Regions from separate parts of the Zea mays genome. Here regions 1 and 2 are each linked to region 3. The links are chromatin contacts, called in public Hi-C maps. All regions are on one chromosome and are shown on one strand. Each heading gives the region's core, a stretch centred on a gene start, on an enhancer-like site or on the middle of the called end of the contact. The rest is flanking DNA. Distances are from core to core; before and after follow the strand shown. Region 1 holds the start of LOC100281292. Region 2 holds the start of LOC100280435. Region 3 holds the start of LOC109941993 (proline-rich transmembrane protein 1).

Region 1 (2,849 bases), core at 115-2,614, 240 kb before region 3:
GTCGTCGTCGGGCCGAGCGGCCATCCACGTCTTCTTGCGCGCTCGCCGATTAACCACGGCCGGCGATTAGACTAGAGTAATAGTCCTGTATATATACGTGCGCAGATGGAGACCGCAGAGGGAGGTTCCAGGCGTAGTTAGTGTGCGCCTGCCTGATTCGGAAGTTGATGACGACGAGGAGTGCACTGGCTCGCTGTCGACTTGCCGTCCTGACCATGCATATGCTTACCGCTTTGTGATGCTCCGCGATAGAAGATGATGCGTCCCGATCTCTCCATCCGTTTTCTCGATCGTTTTCGTTTGCCACCAAGTGATCAAGTCTGTTGTCGTTGTGTATGTATGTATGTATGTATGTATGTATTCTTTATTTGGAATCAAAATAAGAATTATTGTGTGTACGTTGTTACAGCGGATTTTTTATAAATATAATTTGTTATCTATTATATAGATGGAAAGCTTAGAGAAACGATCGAACTCCTCTCCTGTACAAATGGAAAGCTCAAATTAAATCACATATAATGACATGACTCCACGTCGTGCCTTCGGTGTTTGATCCTTTGCTACTTGGGACCATAGAGAACACAACACCCTATTAGTGCGCACTCACGTGCACTTTCTCGATAATGTGGGAGTCGAACCCGGCCATGCGCGCCATTGAGGTGGCTTCCTAGGCATGATCTTCTGTGCTTTGCTACGCAACAAGATTATCTCTATTGAACATCGAGTCAAGGCTAGACTAGTAGGCACTATGATATGGTATTTCCAAACACAAAGCTTATACTAATGAAAACCATCAAATATTCTTTGTTTTCAGCTATAAGGCTATCTTCAGTAGATCGTGTAAAATAGAAGACGCAACACTGTTTGATACTGTTTACAGTGAATAAGACATGAGAGCTGATGTAGACGGCCTAAAAGAACTTTGGCCTCTGTAGGAAACACTTAAAAAATAACTTAGTCTATGCTTGAGGAAATTCAAATTCCTTTTTCAAATGAACAGACCTGGTTCGTGACATATGGAAGGCTGGCGCCTGGCTGATCCGATCGGGCTGCGATGCGCTGCCAGCTGGAGGTGCCACATGGTTGCAACTATTACCGTGTCCATGAACTGCCACCCTACCCCGAAACAGCGCATTCATGCACCAGCAGTAGTAGTACACAGTAACTAGCTAAACGGAAGAAGGAGAAAAAAAAGACACCCGACGGGAACGGAACGGAACGGAACGGAACGGAGTTAGGAAAACGCAGCTCTACAACCGTCGCCGTCAGTTAACCTCCCGTCGCCGTCGCCCGGCCTTGTCCTGATCTGACGGCAATAAGAAGCAGCGCTGTTGCCCCCACCTCGCTCCCCGTCTCTCTCCCTCGCGCTCTCTCGCGCACACACACACAAACGGAGAGAGGCGCGGCAAGGACCGGCGGACCCCGTCCCACACCGGCTACTCCGATCGCGACAGTCGAAGATGGAGTCGCCGGAGGCGTGCTCTTCCGGGGAGGCGTCCCCTGCCTCGCCGCCTCCGCTGGCGGCGGCGGCGGCGGAGCGCCCGTCCGAGGCGGCGGCGCTGCGGGCGCTCGTCGACCGGGTGCGCGCCGGGGAGGTGGACGCCGCCCGCGAGGTGCGCCGCCTCACCAGGGCGTCCGCGAGGCACCGGCGCAAGCTCGCCGCGGCCGTCGACCCGCTCGTCGCCATGCTCCGCTCCCCCGCGCCCGAGGCTGGGGAGGCCGCGCTGCTCGCGCTGCTCAACCTCGCCGTCAGGGACGAGAGGTGCGTTCTGCTTCTAGTGGGGCTGCCGCTGCCGCTGCCGCTAAGCGAACCCTTTGCCTTCTCTTCTGCGTGATTCTGTTTCCTTTTTCTAACAAAAGGAGAAAAATCTGCACGGCCTCCTCTGATAAATCCGATAAGCCTTGCTCTGCTTTCGGGGTGAATCGCTTTATTGAATTCTTCGAAAGTATGATACATTTTACACCGAATTCGGCAAGTACCTCATCGATTGCTTCGTTTTTTTCCTGCCACATGCGCCCGCCGATTGTCATAAACGTTGCAGTCTCTGTAGTGTCGCCTCTTCGCAGCATCAGCCGATTTTGTCATTTTATAAAATCCGCACCTATGGAACTAGTTTTGCTATGTTCCTTCCTCTTTCATTTTTTTAGTCGTGGCGGCTTATTAATCTGATGAGTTTTGTTATACCTTTTAAAAAAGGAATTGGTGCAAAAAATCTGCAAGATTGCAGAGTTGTGACCCGTTCATGTTCAATCCTGTAATCGTCAGTAGTACTAGTAGTTCTGACCTACTGATGCCTATTTATTTTTAGTTTTACCATGGTGTAAATCGAAGACATGTCCTTCATTTTTGTTAGCAACTTAGTGATTAAGGGTATATTCAGAAGCATAGCATATTCTGAGAAACCTGCTAGGGTAATAACGCACCCAATTTCGAATTTCTAACCTGTGTCATCATCACCTAGCAGGTACCCTGTTGCTTTTTTAGACGCTCAACAATCCTATAGTATTAGCTGGTAGCACATAGATTTTGTTCCGACGATCGACGACCCATCAACCAATTGTCCAATTGGTCTCATTTAAGAAAATGGCCGGTTTAGAATGTCGCAAGAGGCAATTGGTCTCATTTTGAAGCTGACCGAAGGTTACCAACCACCCTTTCCCTCGTTGTCTGCTTCCGAGAAAAATCTAACACCAGGGAATTCGAAATAAGTATTTCAGGTGACTGAAACATAGTCTGTTTTCAGGCAACGATCTCCGCCAGTAGTTTGTAAAGCATGCAAAGCTGAGACAGTGAGATTCTTATTAATGCAGAAAAAATCAAGCAAGGGGTGGATACAGTATGCATCTGA
Region 2 (2,988 bases), core at 77-2,576, 200 kb before region 3:
GAAACATCCTAAGACTCCCAGACTCCGCCTCCGCGCATTTGATCGATTGTGTTAGTGATTTGAGCTCCGTTAGAGTTGTGAACTCTCTGTGCTGTGTTTCGAGCTCAAGTCTTAGCTTGTGTGCGTGGGTGTGCTGCGGATTCGAGTCTTGTGTGTGTTGCTTTCCCTCCCTTACTCTTGTGCTTCTCTGTGATCTATATTATAAGGGTAAGAGGCTCCAAATTGTGGAGATTCCTCGCAAACGGGAAGAATACTCTAAAGGAAAAGATCGTGGTATTCAAGTTGATCATTGGATCACTTAAAAGGGGTTGAGTGCAACCCTCATCCATTGGGATGCCACAACGTGGAAGTAGGCAAGTGTTACTTGGCCGAACCATGGGATAAAAATTGTGTGTCTTATGATTGCTTTTCTCTATTATTGTTTTGTTCACAAGAAGATCGCTTCATAGCAACTTGATTAACTCACACTAACATTTCTATAATCAAGTTTGTGGCTATTTAGTGTTTGATTTTACAGGATCATCTATTCACCCTCCTCATGGTGCTCTCACCTTCTCCGATAAGCAATATAATCATAACCTAGTTAAATCATGTCATTTTAAGTTGATCAAAATTATAAAAAACCAATGTTTATGATATTAAATAAGTATTACTAGACCGTCATGACATATATTTTTATAGTACATATGTTTTGTGTAATGAATATCGATACTCTTATCTAATTTGTAAACTTTTGAATAGTACTCACTCCATCCTAAATTATAATTTGTTTGACTTTTTATGCCAAGTTTGATCGGCTCGTATTATTATTTTTTTTGAAAAAAATAAAAAATCCAAACACATACTTAAAGTATATTATTATATGCTAAACAATATCATAGTAAAAAATAGTAATAAATATGAATATTTTTAATAAGATAAGTCGGTCAAACTTATGTTAAAAAAGTCAAACGAATTATAAATTAGAACGAATGGAGTAGTAGAGTTGTCATAAGTCTCTATAAAGGTATGAATTTTGTAAATATAAATATGAATTTGTAAACGAATTAAAAAAGTTAAAAAAACGTATCCGTTTCTCAGGGTTCGGTCTGGATTGCCCGGACTTGATTGCATTGTAAGGGTAAAGTCCCATAAGTCTCTAGGGCCGAGAAAGTGAGAGGTCCATTTGAGAAACACGTAAACAGCCCGACACGGTAACCGCAGAGTTGGAGGCCAATCTCAGCCTCATAGCCCCTCGCGTCTACAATCCAAGGCCCACACGTCTCTTTCCTCTCCATATAAATCACACCACGTCCCTACCCCCAATTCCTGTCCTTTTCTTCCTCCCGAAGCCCTAACCCCTTCTCGACCGTTGCCCCCTCTCGTCGGCGCCGGCAAGGCGGCAAGAATTCAAATGACCCTCCTCGCAGCTATCACTAACCCCGCCACCGGCTCCAGCGAGAAGGCCCATCCTATCGTGATCACCCCGGGTGCCACGCCGCCGCCGCCGACATCCTCCGCGCTCCCCACCTCAATCCCGCCCTCCGCCTGGTCGCTCTCCCCCGCCGACCCCGCCATCGCCACCGCCGCCTCCTACCTCGCAGCCTCCCTCGACTCCTGCTCCTCCCTCCCGCGCCTCCGCATCCTTCTCACCGACTTCATCACCACTCTGTCCCAATCCCTCGCACTCTCAACCCCGGCGGCAGCCCTTCCCGCCACCATCCGCGCCGTCGCCCCTTACTTCCCCGCTGCTATTTCCTCCCTTGTGGCCTCCAAGGCGGCAAGCCTCGCCGGGCACGACATCCTCCTTGCTCTTGCGGAATCCCGCCTCCTCCCGCACCCGCCACCGGAACTCATCTCCTCGCTATGCAAGAAGGACCAGGTCGACCTTGTCTGCGCCCTACTTCGCCAGGCCGCCGACATCCGCTCCTCCGAGATCCTCGCCGCGCTCCGCTGCTTCCTCTCGCCGGCCTCCGATAAGGCCTACGACGCCATGATCGACGTCAAGGGCCGATGGAAGGACGCTGCAGTGCTCGCGGTCAACAGGTGTCAGGGGAAGAGCGCCGGGAAGAGGAAGAGAGTTGACGCTGCGACGAGGCGGGTGGCGCTGCTGCTCATGATGGGGTACGATAGGTTCACCTCTCCAGAGGTGTGCCTGCATTACCTATTTGCATCAGAGATTGTGGATTCCGTGGTGCTTGGAGCGGCTGTGGCTGAACTCGATGGTGAGGAGGTAATCAAGCTGATGAGATATCTCAACATGTGGATTGGCAAGTATCGGAGGTTCTTGGAAGCTCACATGTGTCCGGAGGCTGTGGAAATGCTTGAATTGGACCAGTGTGACATTGTGCCATCGTTTGGAGCAGTGGCTAGGGCGCTGGGAGTGTTGCTGGATAATCATTTCTCCCATCTTGTGTTGAATGCTGATGCGAGGGAGGACTTGAGGGCTGCGGAGTTGATAGTGAGAGAGCTCACTGCGGAAGCGGAGTCTTCTGGGACAATACTGGACTTGCTGCATAGATTGCAGCTGAATAAGTGAGAGATTAATATTATCTCTTGAATCTATATACCTTCTGTAGCTCTGAAGCCGATGTGTAGAAATTCTGACTGTTTTGTTGCATTGAAGCGATGAGATATGTGTTGCGTTATTGAATATTGAAGTATATTAGTACATGTTTTGGTTGGAAACTGTTGTTTTCAGATTTCATTGTAGTGATAGTGTGATACTGTAGTTGGTAATATTGTATATTGTGCTATGCTTGCTTAATTGTTGTGAAATTCTAACATCTAATTATGATCCAATCATCCAGATCCAAACATGTCTGTTGCAGCTATCCTCTTTGATTTTGTAGGAAATAATGAGTCGTCTTAATTATGAACTGATCTGAGGCCCAAGCAAAAATCCTGCATTTGGCTGTTTTTAGAATAAAAGGTTTGTCCTGCTTTGTTTCCAATTCAGTACAATACAGTTAGGGGTGGTAATGGATCGGGATCCAAATGTTCCTTCAC
Region 3 (2,915 bases), core at 403-2,902:
TTCCCACTTCGTGCTGCGTCTCTCTCTCTCTAGTCCGTTTCTGAATGTGATCGGAATATCTCCTCCCGTTCCGGGGTTTGTTTGAATCCACCGTGTTCCGATGGACCCCCACTCCCACACACACACACACACTGCCGATCGCAAGCGGCCGCATTTAGAATCGCTATAGATGCGCTGCTGCCTTCCGTTCCGCGTGTGTAGATTAACGTGTTTGTGTTTGGCACGCAATTGAACCCTCTTCCTTCGGAACGGTGGAGCGAGACTGCTGCCTCTTTGGTTCTTTTGTCCTTTTGGGTTTTTTTTAGAGATGATGATGGTGATGGAATCCGGTGCGCCGTTGCGCTCTGGTACCGATGGGGTCTGGGACCTGATGTCGTCTGATAATTCACACTCCAGTTTAATTAATTCTTGATTGGAGAAGTAAAAAAGAAGAAGAAGAGATGTGTTGCAGTTATAAGCGTCGGACTGTCGGATGGGGGAAGAGAGACTGAGAGACGAACAGACAGTGTCCAACACTGTTTCGTTGTACTGATCGGGGGAGGAGAGAGCCGCTGAGGCTGAGAGACGTACGACATCACACCAGTACCTGTACCACTTCCATTAGACTCGATGGTAGATTGGTACGCATTGTATCGTTCCTCCTGAAACATTTTCAGACAGTTATTATATAGTAATAATAAGAACACTGATTACTCAGTCACGTAGGGCAATAACAATGGTTAGGGCTAGTTTTGGAACTCCAATTCCCTTTTTGGATTGGAGTAGATTGGAGTAGAAATTAGTCCTCAATCCCTTCCAAACCCGAGAGAGAGAATTTGAGTTTCCAAGCCACAAGCGAAGCGAGCGCTCTGAAGCAAAGTTAGTGAAATTTCAGAACCTGTAACGCCAGCGAGATTTGTTTTACTCAAAAGCTGTATCTGCCGAGTCCTGGATTGCATGAATGGAGCCACACGGTTGTACACGAAGATATCCCTTCTCTCGAGAAGAAAGAAACAGACAGACCTATGTGGCTATGCCTTCGAAAAGAAAGAAAGAAAGAAAGGCAAACAAGAAAGAATGCCTCTTTCCTAGCTTCGTTAAAAAAAAAAGAAAAAATAAGTAAATCTTGATCTCCGATCCAACTGAGCGACTACGGACACATCACATCCATCCAGGGGCAGCAACCGCGAGAGTCACTGCGAAAGCGGCAAGAAAGCAGAGAGCACAGCGAGCAGCGGCAGCAGCAGCAGCCACGCCACCGCCGCGCCGCCGACGGGGCACGCCCCCGACGGCAGGAACCCCGGGTCCTGAGGGAACATCGCCACCGACGGCGGCGGCGGCGGCGACGACGACGGCGGCGACCAGGGGAACGGCCCCGACGACACCCCAGGCGGCCGCGCCGGGCAGAACGGGAACGGCGACGCGGGCCCCGGTGGCGGCGGCAAGAATGCCGTGCTGCCGTCGTCGGCCGTGACGCGGGCGGCCGGCCACATCAGCAGCAGCGCCGCCGCCGCCGCCGCCGCGGCCAGCAGGATTATTCGGCGCGGAGCTGCTGGCGGCATCTCCCTTCACTCGTCCAAGCTTTCTTTCGTCGGTGGCGTGGCGATGAGGCTGTACCGTGTCCGTACCGCAGCGTAGCGTGTGGGGTGGGGGTGTGAAGATGACGTGTCCTTAACTCCGGCCGTATCAGTACCAATGGCTCAAATAGCTTGGAGACGCTGTGACTGTGAGCCGACGGGCACTCGACCGTAGCCGTCCCAGGCCACGCTAGGCTCGTTAGTTTGGGAGGCTGCCTGTGATGATGGAACGGAGTGTCGGTGCCGCGCCTCGTTGCAGCGGTACAGTCACCTTCCTGCCGGCGAAAGGGCTGGGGTCCCTGGAGCCTGGACAATGTTAACTGACAGCGACGGCCACGGTTGACGTCCATGGACCTGAGTCCTGATCAGGGTCAGGAATTCACGTTAGCGAGCTGATGCCTATACAGCGGAGAGTAGGAGACAGCCTACCAGATGTCAATTGGACTGTCTTTTAGAGAGTTTAATGTCCTGCAAACAAAAGCAGGTCTCCGTCCTCTCTAATCTCCATTTAATGGACGTACGTACGTACAATACAAAGCTGACGAGTTCACTTCCATGGCAACCCCCTGATCGCTTGAGACCCAAGGGACTGGCAAGTCTTCCATCTTCAATGTCCAACTCCAACAGCTCCGAAGCAGCTGAATCATGCAGAGAAGATACCGGTCGGTGGCACGGCAATTGCGAGTAGATAGAGAGGCTTTTGCGGCTTTTGCTTGACTACTCTACTCATCCGCAGCTCCGGTCGTCTCAAAGTGGAGTCCCCCGTTTTTTTTTCTTTCTTTTCTCCTCCTCTTCTCTAAATTCTAATCATGCATCCATGACACCGAAACAAAGGGTACAGGGGAGAAAGCAGGGCTTGGATGGGGACTCGCCACCAGCAGGCAGCGCCATGCTTGATGGAATGAAATGAATACAAGTGGGCAACACAGCCTCTTGCTCTGTCTGTCTGTTCCACTGGAAAGTAGCAGCAAGCATGTCTGGTGATGCTGCCCTATCCTGCTGCCAATCCAGGATAGACAGGGGCATGTATGTATGATGCGTGGCCGGGCGTCCCTTATCTTTGCACGCGAGCGAGCAGGCGATTTTTTGGGGACTTTTTATTATTTCAATATACAATCAAATGGTTGCACGAACGTGTAACACCCTTGAGATTGCTGCTACGAGGTCCACTTGTATATTCAGCTAAATGAGCCCACTGAGTAGGACAACAATGTATGGAGCATCTGAGGTAAGCTCACCACCTTCCAAGCCATGTCAGGAATAGGAAGCGATTTGCACAGCAGACTAGGGTAACGCACACGCTCAGCCTTTGCTTGTTGACACGTAGAAGATGCAATGCAGTGACATGTATAGTTCTTG

What was found. A called contact is a pair of places that touch in the nucleus more often than the background predicts.
Region 1: a contact with region 3 is called in a Hi-C map of bundle sheath, with 2.6 times the contacts expected there. The contact joins the promoter of LOC100281292 here to the promoter of LOC109941993 in region 3. A contact is called at or near these places in 5 of 25 Hi-C or Micro-C datasets (bundle sheath, ear, endosperm and 2 more).
Region 2: a Hi-C map of ear shows a contact between it and region 3, with 4 times the contacts expected there. The contact joins the promoter of LOC100280435 here to the promoter of LOC109941993 in region 3. A contact is called at or near these places in 2 of 25 Hi-C or Micro-C datasets (ear and tassel).

Annotation. Positions count from the first base shown.
Region 1 is chr8:9,251,830-9,254,678 of Zm-B73-REFERENCE-NAM-5.0, reverse strand. LOC100281292 reads left to right here and starts at 1,364. Exons shown (of 2, transcript NM_001367957.1): 1 at 1,364-1,762. The coding sequence starts at 1,461.
Region 2 is chr8:9,214,781-9,217,768 of Zm-B73-REFERENCE-NAM-5.0, reverse strand. LOC100280435 reads left to right here and starts at 1,326. Exons shown (of 1, transcript NM_001153356.2): 1 at 1,326-2,716. The coding sequence starts at 1,394. The coding sequence ends at 2,518.
Region 3 is chr8:9,011,692-9,014,606 of Zm-B73-REFERENCE-NAM-5.0, reverse strand. It overlaps LOC109941993 (proline-rich transmembrane protein 1), which reads right to left and starts at 1,652. Exons shown (of 1, transcript NM_001364485.1): 1 at 955-1,652. The coding sequence starts at 1,541. The coding sequence ends at 1,173.